2 separate regions of the Mus musculus genome follow, and region 1 is linked to region 2. The links are chromatin contacts, called in public HiChIP or PLAC-seq maps. All regions are on one chromosome and are shown on one strand. The core of a region is the stretch at or near the end of the contact, and the rest is flanking DNA. Distances in the headings are between cores, read along the strand shown.

Region 1 (5,640 bases), core at 1,634-4,133, 200 kb after region 2:
CTCCTAAGGGCTAAGTCACGTGGAGGCCTGGCCCCATCCGATTTCAGCTAGCTGTAGGATTGGGCAGCTCGCCTTCTCTTTCTTTCCTGCTAGGGCATTCCTTCTTGCAGTGGGCCTTCTGCTTACAATAGGCAGACTGGTTCTTTCCCCTTTCTCCTGGTCTAGCTCCCCTATTTCCTCTCTTGTCTGTTTCCCTGAGGGCAGTGATCACCACCCAGAAGAGTTTCTTTCCCTGTCCTCAGCTGAATCTCAGCTGTGGTAAACTTTGAAGAGTTTTCAAAGTTGAGAGCCATTCATTCCTCCAAATTCCTCTAATTTCTGGAGTTTTCTCTTTATGTCTGGCTGACTGCATAACAAAGGCAGTATTAGTGGCTCTCTAGTCTCTGGGGTAGGGGTATCTAGGTCTATGTGGGTAAGTACTTGCTGTACTTCACAGAACCTTTCCAGAAATCCAGTGGGTGATTCAGCGGGTCCTTGAGTAACTGACTTACCTTGGGTAAGTTGGTAGATTTTCTGACTTCTACATTTAACCCTCCCAATAAAGTTTGGTGAAAAGTATCCAGTGCCCCTTATCTGCATGAATATTAAGATCACAAAAAGGTCAAATAAAGGGAAAGGTTTGCTCTGTCCGGGCCTCTGCATCTGGAAGTGTCCTGTTGCCCAACCCCAGAGCCAACTTTCTACTTTCTCGCTCCTCTGCTTCCTTCAGGGTGGCCAGGAGGTGCTGACAGTCATCCCAAGTCAACTGGCTTGTATAGACAACAGTCTCTTAACAGACCAATGAGGACATGTGGCTTCTAGGAAAAAGAGAGGCTTGTGGGTCTTCCAATTATAATGAATCATTGGTGGAGAAGGGAACATACCCCATAAATAGAGTCAGGGGACCTTTCCCTGTTTCCTCATCTTCCTCTTATGTGTAATAGGGTCCCAGTTCTTCCTTCAATGGGAGAAAGAACAATGGTCACGCAGCCTCAGACAAAGCCTGCCTGACCTCCCCATAGGCAGAGCTGCTCCTTGTGCACAGCGGACAGAAGGATCGGTAGTAGTAGAATTGGCCCTCTGTCCTCCCTGCTGCGGAGAACAATTTCCTCAAGAGCTCTTGAATTTCCCACTGGTCCACTCAGAATATAAATAAGAGATGTACGTCTATCTCTTTGGGTGGAGCAGGGGAAACCTTTAGTACTTTCTGCTTCTCTGAGTATTCTGGCCTGATCAATAGGAACCCTGACTCCCAAGGAAAGAGAATAAGTCTTCAACCATGGGGTTGGATGAAGGAAAAAGGTTGCCGATCTAAAGATTCCTCAGGCAGCCATCCTCCTTCAAAAGAGGGCCACTCAAGTTCACAAAGAGGGTGGAGTCTTACTGGAGATAAATGAACACTATCATTGTCCCCAGGCAAGAAGCCCTTTCAAGAGTTTTTAACATATATTTTAGAGGGGTCCTTGGGAAGCTCCCTTGATTCTCCTATGGCAAAGGCGAGTGACAAACTGACTTAAAAAGACAGGGACAATGCAGATACAAATAACAGCCACCAGATAAGTCAGACAAATGCAGGTAACCAGCTACCAAACATTCATCTGTCCAATAGACCAGGGGGCTCCAGTGATGTCTCACAAGGACCCCTGACATGGGATCTACAGTTTCACCAAATCTTTCCTCTTGTGTCCTAGTCAGATGGTGCTTCCACAGACTAAACTTAATCTCCAGAGGTGTTCAGAGTAGATGACTTTCAATTTGCCTTTTTGGGTGGTACTGTTGGTTGCCTCCAGCATGATTATCAATGGTTGGTTGTGGGGATTTGGGTTATACACAGACAGTCTGGTCTCCAGTCGAGTTGAGGTTTGAACCCCGGTAAAACCTGGTGGTGGTAATTCCCAACTACATGGGACGGAAGGCGGTCCCTCGTGTCTCCTGGACCCCTGGCTCCTGTTGAAGTTACCGCTCCCACAGTCCCCACAAGAGAAGCATGTGGCTAGTAGTCATGTAGACAATGTCCCAAGCTTCTGACCTTCAGGCTAGACTCCTCCCAGTTACCTAGCAACAACAAGATAACACAGCCCATTATAAGAGGGGCTGCTTAGCCCCACCTCGATCTCTCCCTCTCACTCTCTCCTTGCTCTCTTACTCTCTCTCCTTGTCCTCTCCCCCTTACTCTCTAAACTCTTACTCTCTAGCCTCTTACTCTCTAGCCTTTCCTCTCTCTCTTTTCCCCTTCCCTCCTTTCTCCCTGCCTTTCTACAATAAAGCTCTAAAACCATAGACTGTCTCTGTTCATCAAGGACCAGACTAAAGACTCTGGCCTGCATGGGAATCTCTCTCCCTCTGCCCTCTTCCTGTATCTCTGGGGCCAAGAGTGTCACCCTGGGGCCCCTATTCTGTTCTTGTGTCCTCTGCTATACCCAGTGTAGGATGCAGGAGATTGAGACAGGGGCTGGTACAGGGGCTGCCCCTTGTCTACCCCACCCCCCCCCGGCCGAGTGGGGTCAGTGGCTTCACTCAGCCAGATGCCCACCCGGGGCCAAGTGGAAAGCATCCTGCAGTCCTCCCGAGTCCACCTGCCCAGAGCACAGGAACTCTGGCCGGACATGGGCTCTCCCTGTCCCCTCTTCCCCTACACCCACAGCCCCACAGTTGGTCAAGAGAGGATTTTGCTGGAGACCTGGAATGTCTCAGGATATGCAATGTCTAGGAGCCCTCCTCAGCTGGAACACTCTTCTGCTCCTGGGGGTCCCGAGGCCTCTAAGTGCCAGAGTCCAGTCTCTGAAGATTTCAGTGGGGCCTTCAAAATGCTACAGAGAACTCACCAGAGATGGTTACTCAGACACACTGTGTAGCCAAGCTTGGACTGCATTCTGGTATTCAGGACCCAAAGTATAGAGCTGACTGTTTAGAGTAAGGAGATTTTAAAGGCAAAAACCACATCCTGTTATCTCATTGGGCAGCTGCATTGGGGAGGTTTTGTGCAAGCGGGAAATTTAACAGAAGACAAAATAGATTAGTTGAGAATTTTGACCTTGGTTGCAGAAAAGAGTTGGGTAATTTTCCACAGGACTTTCCATCAAGAAGATTAGATTCCAGTCAAACCTAAAATGGCTTCAGCAAGAATAAAAGATGGAGGAACCTCTGCACTCTCTTGCCCTGAAACAATACAAAACTATAAGAAGCCAAAGTATGAGGGCACCAGGTATAACAGACATGTTGGGGTTTGTCCACATGACAAAATACGCAGTAGTCTGCTTCTCCTCTCCAGATCCCTGACCTACAACTAACTATTTGAACTGGCCACCAGGCATATATGGTATACCTTGAAAATGATTGTCCATGAGAAAGAGTGAATACAATAAATATGGAAGTTGGGTTTCTCAGGCTGGGGACATACCTTGAGGAGAGAGAGGTACGGGTGCTTGATCCCAAACCTTAATAAACCGAGTTTAATTCCTAAGACCCACACAGTGGAAGGAGAGAACCTATCCCTGCAGGTTGTCCTCTTGATACATATGCACCCACATGTGTACACGTGCACCCACTCATGCATACACACAAACTGTTAAGCGTGTTATGTGGGTGGGGCAGGCTGGAGAGATGGCTCAGTGGTTAAGAGTGCTTGCTGCTCTTACAGAGCATCCCACCATGTCAGCTGGTTCCATGTCTGCTGTTTCACAACTACCTGTAACTCCAGCCTCAAGGGATCTGATGCTCTCTTCTGACCTCTGACCTCCTCAAGCATCCACACAGCGTGGCATACAGATCCATGGACCTACCCAAAGAGATAAGCAAATAAAAATAAGTTCAGTTTCTCTTATTATACTCTATTTCCTTCTGGTGCCAGGGAATGGAAGTCAGAGCCTTATGCTTGCCAGGCCAGTTCTCTCTGGCTGACTAGACCCCAGCTGTAAAATTTTTAAAATAAAAATAAAAATACCACTTGTTGAGTTTTGGTGTAGTAAATAAGAATCACTGCACTAATTTTCAAAAAGTTATCAAAACACTATTATCTCTCCCTTTTCAAGTGTGCATCGCTGGAAAACTGAAGTTAAATTGCATGCTTCAGCCAGAACAAGCTCAAGACAGAAGCACGTGTAAAAGCCACGTGTCGTCTCTCAATTGAGGCATTTAAAATATTTACGAAATAATCAAACAGTTTCTCCCATCTGATGTGATGCTCTCTCCCTCCTCCTGCCCCAGGGACGTTGGGCAACCCTTTGGTTGTCCCCTGAGATCCAGGAGGAGGGTTTGCTGCTCACTTGTGCAGAGAGGTGGCCCTGCACCTGGGGCCTCGCAGAACAAGAAATACCTTGTCAAAACTTCAGCCCTGCAGAGGTAGAAGGACATCCTGATGAAAACTGACCCCTCCCCCAACACCCTTCTTGTTCAGTGTGTGTTCAAATATATAGGAGTATGCAACAGGATTCTCTTTAAATAACTTCACAGTTTAAAAACAAGTCACTATTTGAAAGTGTAATGTCAGTGGGTATAACCCACATAAACAAAAGCTCTTTGGGGGTTCTCAATATTTTTTTTAAGAGCTGAAGGGATCCCAAGACTAAAAAGTTCAAGAAATTCTTAAAACTTATGGAGACTATAGATTACATGATGACACCTATTGAATGGCTCTTACACACCAGCCAGGTTAAAAACAAGGTGTTCACAGCAGGCATGACAATGAGTGACATGTGGCTTCCTCAGAAGGAGGTACACTGGCCAATAAAGAGCTCAGATCCAGAGGCAAAGTGTGCCAATCCAACTATCTCTTGGATGCTCCACCTGAGCAGACACATCCGCCAAGAAAAGTCACCTGCGGTTCCCAAGAGAGCTACTGTCTAGAAGGGACAAGGGACAAAGGACACAATGAACATTTCCATTCAAATGGAACTGTATATGGAACTGGAATGTGAAACCCGGAAAGTGCCTTCTCAGGAGGAGGGACAAGGAGGAGGATGAGGATGCCCTTAGGGCCCAATGTGACACCAAAGCTGAGTCTTGAAGGATGAGTAGGGATTTGGTCACTTAAGAAGAGCAAGGCATTTCAGGAGATAACTGGGGTCAACTGTGCCTTGGGCAAAGGCCCAGAAGCATAAAATCACATGGTGTATTTGAGGTGGTTATAAAAGGGTATAAAAGCGAAGATGAAAGGCAGTCTGTGCTGGCTAAAGAAACTCCGATTGGTGCTGGGCATCCATCTTCATACCCGTCAATCATTTGTCTCTGACTGCAGTCCTGGAAGATAAGTTCCCAGTAACCCTAGATCAGTGACCCCACTCCACTCCAAAAACAGTACAGCTGTGACTATCCACTTGTTATGACTAACTGCTCTCCCCCGCCCCCCCCCCCCCCCCGCCACACACACACACAATTGTTTTGAGTTGCCTTAACCACGTGGCAGAACAGAATAGTTTTTGCTTGCTTGCATAGATATTGAAGGTCTTCATGTGTTGGGCTTTAAAAGTCCCTCCCCAGACCCTTCCTTCCTTCAGAGCAATCTCAAATCTGGCTCGGAGTCTGTTCCCTCTTTTAATTGTAAATGGATTGAGTCTGTAGTCTTTTACAAGGGGTCACAAACTCCATAACAAGATGAAGTATATACCACCCAACAAAATAGTCTCCAGTAGAAGCAAAAAAAAAAAAATTAAAGAAATAGAA
Region 2 (6,276 bases), core at 805-3,304:
ACATTTGGATTGTCTCCAGAGCTTTTCTGCTTTTCCTTTGTGGGTGAAGAGCCTGGGGTTAAGAGGGAGTAGATTATTGGGCTCTTCTCATGTGCCCACCTTGACTGTTCATACCACGGCATCCTCTGTGCCCATGGACTGTCACTGCTAGGACTCCCACATGGGAGCTCAGACAGCTCCAGCAGGTTTGGCACCAGCAGGAGACTGTGTCAGGATTTAAGCCACTTTCCTGCTTTGAGAGACAAAATAAGAAAACAAAAATGTTGTGCTAACTGGATAGCCCAGCCTAAGTCTGGCTGAGTATTTTGAGCTTAGAGTCTTTTGCATTTAGAGGCAGCAGATATCAGAGAAACTTCTAGATTTGAATAGCACTGTCATTCTTAAGGTCACAAGCAGGAAAGAGAACTAAAGAATACAGATTCTACCCTCAGATGAGGTCAACCAGTAGGCTAATTTCCCCGTTTATCTGCCGCCTGCAAAGGGTGGTGTGATTTTCTTAAACATATCAGATGTCTTTCCTGACCCTTTCCTGGAACTTACTATTGATGTGAGGGGATAGGACAGTTTGCTGCCTTGCCAGCCAGTGTGAATATAGAGAAAGTTGCCAGTATGTATGAGGTGGTGCTCTTAGTGGAGATGCCAAGGCGAACTGCTGGCAAATGTTGGAAGGAACGACCTTACTGCTTATCACAGAAGCAAAAAGTCAGCCTCCTCCTCCTCCTCCTCCTCCTCCTCCTCCTCCTCTTCCTCCTCATCTTTTCCTTTTTCTTCTCCTTCTCCTTCTCCTTCTCCTTCTCCTTCTTCTTCTTCTTCTTCTTCTTCTTCTTCTTCTTATTATTATTATTATTATTATTATTATTATTATTTGATAATAGTAATGGAGATTGAACCTAGGCCCCCGCTAGGCAAATGCTCTACCACTGAGCTACAGCCTTCAAGGACACATGTTCTACATGCATTTCAGAGATCCACTAAGGATCTCTGAAAAGGACATCTCTATCAGAATGCAAGTGGGCGATCAAAGAACACAAACCAGACTCAGTGTCCACAGATCTTTGCTGTAGAGGGATCCCCTTTTGCTTCTCTAGGGCAAATCTCTAATGAATCCCTGAGACAGCGGAAGCCAAGTCCTCCCTGGGCTGAGGATGTCTGATTTATGTTCTTGCTCTCTACTCTCCTAGGTCACTTCTTCTTCAGTCAAAATATCCAAGGAGAGGAAGAAGCTGACCAGCAGGTGGCCCAGCTCCAAGAGGAGAAAGTGTATCAGTCTAGAGGGGAGGAGGATGTGGGAGACATGGACCATGATGAAGAAGCACAATTTCAGATGCTGATGGACAGACTTGGAGCCCAGAAAGTTCTGGAAGAGTAAGTCACACTGAGCACCATACTTCCCTACTCACTGTCTGCCATGCTCTCCACTGTCCTCACTTCCTGCTGTTCATTCTCAGCATCTCCGACCTTGGATCGGCTCACCCTGGAGAGGATGCCCCTCATTGGAGGCAGCTTGGATGTGTGTTCATGAAAGATGGCATCATAGGGTTTCTATTGCCATGAAGAGACATCACAACCGTGGAAACTCACATAAAGAAAATGATTTAATTTGGGGTGGCTTACAGTTCAGAGGTTTAGTCTGTAATTGTCATTGAGGGAAACATGGTGGCATGCAGGCAGACAAGATGCCAGAGAAGGAGCTGAGAGTTCTATATCATGATCCACAGGAAAAGAGCTGGCTTGAGCTTCTGAGACCTAAAAACCCACTCCCTGGTCATGTACCTCCTCCAAAACAAAACAAAACAACACACTTACTCCAAGGCTACACCTCCTATCAGTATCTAATAGAACCTGGGAGCCTATGGGGGCCACTTTTTCCCAAATCACCACAAGTGGGAATGGTTTAATGATTGGAGGTGATCCTGCAAGATCAGCAGAAAAGAACCTTGATCACAACATGGGTGAGAATTTCTGGCAAAAGAGTTTGTTGGGCAGGAAGGAGCCAGGCCAAGCCCCAGGAGAGGGTCTACTGCTGGTGGATGTTAGTGGGTAGGAAGTGAAACTTGCCATCATCAGTAGGGCAGAAATGGCAACTGTGAATAGGCCTAGAATATTACTCAGGACAGAGAAGGGAGAGACATAGGCAGTCATTGGGGAAGCTCATTAGTCATACTTGTGACTCAACTTCAGCCAGGTACCACTGCCAGAGATACCATGAAGCCCCCCGCTGCAAGAAAATAATGGAGAGGGCACTGCCAAAAGCAGGACACTGTCAGAAATGGCAGGGACTGTCAGCCACCTTGTTGAAGGGGTCTTTGGTCATTCAGTGCTCACTGGATGTCACAGTGAGGGACATGTCAAACACCTGTGTAGTACTGAGATAAAATAATACATCTGGAAGTTGGTTTCTAGAACAGCATGTGAGGGCCATCACAGAAGATGGCAAGGTTCCCAGCCTCACTAATGTGGGCTCACCCTGTAACCTGAGAAACCTGTTCATGACAGAACCACAGATAAACACAGCAGGTTGAAATGGCTTCCAAGCTGCCTTCTACTCATCAGAGGGATGTGGGTTTTTCTGAAGTAGAGAGATAACCTCCTTGGGCCTCTCTCACCTACACTGCTTGGGGGTTCCACAAGGGGTAGCTTCCAGAAGTGAGCATCCAGACCCACAACTTTTCTTGGAGATCTGATGGAATGATTTTGCCAATTAGTGAGTTATGACATTTCACTGAGAGTTGAAAAACTTGACCTGTCTCAGTTACTTTGATGTTGCTGTGGCCTGATAAAAACAGCTAAAGGGAAGGAAGATTGATTTTGCCTGAGGGTTTTCAGGCCATCATGGCCAGGAAGGCATGGATGGAGGACTGATGAATAGATTAGCGGATGGGTAATCGATTGGATGGCCTCAGTGAATAGGTAGACGTTTGAATGGGCTAGAAGCAAGAAAGGATGGAAAGGAAGGATGAAGGAGAAGGAGAGAGGCAAAGAGAGAGGGAAGGAGAGGGAAAGAAGTGAGTGAATTCAGCCAGCAGAGGTTGCTTCTGTCGGATGCAGAGTCATGTCTATGCCACGAGACACTATTAGCATGACCTGACACAACATCACTTCTGAGCAAAGCTTCTGAAATACAGTATTTACAATGGCCAGAAGAATTTTCTCCTTTATCCGGGGAGTCCCTGGCTCTGCCCTCTGATCATATTGGCTGTAGGACTTAGTGGGGGATGAGTCAGATTTGTGTTTCACATACTTCAATCATGGCTGTAGATGTTCGAGTGTAGCTCTCCACATTCTTCTCTCGGTGGCAAGGGTCATCATGGCTTGTCTCTCTGCTGCTCCTGCAGGTATGGGTTCACCCCCACATGCCTGTTTCTGAGTGATTCTCCTGACCTGTCACTCTGTACCTGCACACCTCTGAGTCTGGCTTGCCACTGTCTGTGTCTCCATGTCCTTCAGACTTGCCCTTTCCCCTGCCAGTGCTCCCAGTGACACCAGGCCCCAGGGGGTGCTGCTGCACATTTGCCTCCCTTCACAGCAGCGACAGGCGCATCCATAAAACAGCATGTCTAACTCTCAACAGTGAGGATATCCTTCCCAGGGGCGACCATCTCTCTCCAGCATCTTGGTGTTGGCTCTACCCAAGCATCTCCATCCTCCTCGCAGCATTGAGATGCTGGCAAGTGCATTGCCAGGCGTGCTTAATGCAGCAAGTCCAATAGGAGCATCACAGAGGAAGGAAGCAGCAGAATGAGAGACCAGCAGAGGAGTCAGGCTGCCGGGCCCCCACTCTGGCATTGCACCAGGGAATGGTCCTGGCACGATGCGTCTGCCTCCCAGGTCACGGTGGGGATGGAGGGAGGCAGTATGCAGAAAGCACTCCGTGCCATAAACTTCGGTCATCCAAGGTGATGAGGATGAGGTTTGCAGCCTTCTGCTGCCCCGTCTGGAACCCCCATGTCTTCCCCAGAGCCTCACTTACCCACTCCCCACTAATGTTTCTCCTTTCCTCACAGTGAAAGTGACGTCAGGCAGCTGTGGCTGCAGCTGAGGAAGGACGAGCCCCACCTGCTGTCCAACTTCGAAGACCTCCTCACCACAATTTTTGCTCAGCTCCAAGAAGCCCATGAGCAGAAGAACGAACTGGAATGTGCCCTCAGAAAGTAGGTGCCCGTGTCCGCCTGCGTGCGCTGTGCACTCTCTCCTGTCTTTTCCGTAGGCTCACTATAGTATGTTTCTTTGACACTATGTCCCAAAGGGGGTCAGAGTGCTATGACCAGCATGGCATACCTGCTTTTCAGTCACAGCTCACCCTTATTAAGCATCCTCTGTCTGCTAGAAGCTATTCTGAATACTATGTATGTATATGTGTATATATGAATGTATGTATGTATGTATGTATGTAGCTATGTATGTATGTATGTTTGATGGGGACTCTCAAATATTACCCACATTTACAGATGACAAATAAGGTTCAGAAAGTAACATGCCCAAGAATACATAGCTTGTAAGTGTCAGAGACATGATTCAGAGGTAGCTAACCCAGAGCCCTGGACAGGAAGGGAGAACAAACAGCCCACCTGCCTGTACGCAGTAAAGCCATACATAGCATGACAGGCTTCTCCCAGCTCCCAGCATCCCTTGCTTTGCGGAATCAGTATATCTGCAAGGGCTATCCTCCCATCTCAGTAGCCTCTTTGTCACCATGGTGTGTCAGAAGACAGGGCCAAGATCTCTAAGGAACTGCTGCCAATCTGAACCAATATCCACACAGGCAAATAGATCAGATCAGAAGCAGCCTGTGGAGGTGGAGCCCCTCCGGAGTACTAGCATGTGCTCAGGATGCTGCCCTGGTTCCTCCTGGCCATCTCACATGCACTTACACAGTGAGCTGGTATTTGGGAATGTGGACTTGTCTATGGGGTAACGAAGGGTGGTCAGTCACCCTAAGGGGAGGCTAAAACCCAAGGTAGAGCAGGCAGACCAGGAGTGTACCCTCATAAAACACCTCATGCCCCCTGTGTGCTCTTGTTCAGGCCTAGACTGGCTCACATTCTCTGTGACTCCCCATTGAGCTGTCTTTCTTTCTGGGCAGTTCTGCAGAGTACCTGCCCAGTGACATACTTCTTGTCAGAGTTACAAGTCCGTGGGCCCCTCCTTGCGTGTGTGCTGCTGGGTAGAGTGGAGTCTACATACCATGCCACACCTTTATTATCTTGTGCCTTCCCAAGCTAACTTTCAAAATAACCACCAAGGGGAGAGCTAGGTATAGGGGAAAAGCATGAGAACTCTGCCTGCTTCATCGAGTGTAAGTTGTGCAGAAGGATACCCAGTGGCTAGAAGATTGTTAATAGCATTTTAGGGCAGCCCACAAGGCATGAAGGAAGGAATAGATGGGAAGGAGACTTGGAATCAGACAGAAAGCAGCTTGGATCTTGGTTCTGCCACGTGTTAACTAGCTGTGCAACATACACCGAGTTGCTGAACGTCTCTGAACCTCAGCTTCCATTATCTGTAAGGGATATGGTACAGCATACATTTCACAGAGCTGGTGGTGCCAGTGGGATCACACTTGTGTCTAAACACCATGAATGTCAAAAAACAAAAACAAAAACAGAAACAAAAACACCCTATTGATCAATTTGGGAGTTTGTCTGGCTAGAGGAGAAGGTCAAGTGTATTCCAGATGTTGCATCCTGAGCCTGCATCTCGACGCCGTGCCGTGAGCACTGTGTATAAACCTCAGAAGTTGGGGCTGGGAATCAGGATATCTGGGTGTTACCTTGCTCAAGTCTCTCTTGGCCTCTTTGACCCTCTGTTTTCACGTCTGGAAAGTGAGGGATAAGGACTAGTGCCCCCCACCCCACCCCCCACCCCCGTCCTCAACATTGATGGCTTTGCTGGGTGGAGCTGCAGCAAAGACTGTCAGCTTCTCCCAGGAAGGTGGTCTCTCTGTTCCCTAAGGAGAATTGCTACCTGAATGGAGAGGCCATTGGCTTGCCTGGCTTGTGCTCCCAGGCACAAGCTTCTGTTAGCCCCATCCCTGCAAAGAAAGCAATACTGTGGAGCTTCATAGCCTCACACTTCATAGCCTCACACCCATCTGAGAGTGGCTGCAGGAAGTACTCAGACCCTAATTTAGTCATTATGTTTAACATCCTTGACATGAGAGTCACGGCCACTCTTGGCGGTATGTTCAGAACCATCCCCACCCTCCTTGCTCCTCCTCTGACCATAGTCCTGCTGGCTGAGACTGATCATGGCCAGCTCCGGCAGGGTGGTGCTGTG

Evidence for each region. HiChIP or PLAC-seq counts read pairs in DNA pulled down with a chosen protein or histone mark.
Region 1: a contact with region 2 is called in a RAD21 HiChIP or PLAC-seq map of pro-B cells, with 4 times the contacts expected there. The contact joins two enhancer-like sites.

The regions. Positions count from the first base shown.
Region 1 is chr6:127,808,683-127,814,322 of GRCm38.p6, forward strand. Gm40402 (a long non-coding RNA gene) reads left to right here. Exons shown (of 3, transcript XR_001785370.2): 3 at 3,050-5,626. All of the region lies in intron 1 of Gm38902 (a long non-coding RNA gene), which reads right to left. Among named protein-coding and RNA genes, the nearest start is that of Gm38902, 7.1 kb to the right of the region's middle. Within about 2 kb of position 2,884, at least 4 of the 459 cell types and tissues checked have an H3K27ac peak or open chromatin away from gene starts, as enhancers often do. A contact at or near this core is called in pro-B cells, where this site is marked.
Region 2 is chr6:127,607,382-127,613,657 of GRCm38.p6, forward strand. Cracr2a (calcium release activated channel regulator 2A) reads left to right here. Exons shown (of 19, transcript NM_001368877.1): 5 at 1,182-1,365; 6 at 4,005-4,151. Among named protein-coding and RNA genes, the nearest start is that of Cracr2a, 49 kb to the left of the region's middle. Within about 2 kb of position 2,055, at least 7 of the 459 cell types and tissues checked have an H3K27ac peak or open chromatin away from gene starts, as enhancers often do. A contact at or near this core is called in pro-B cells, where this site is marked.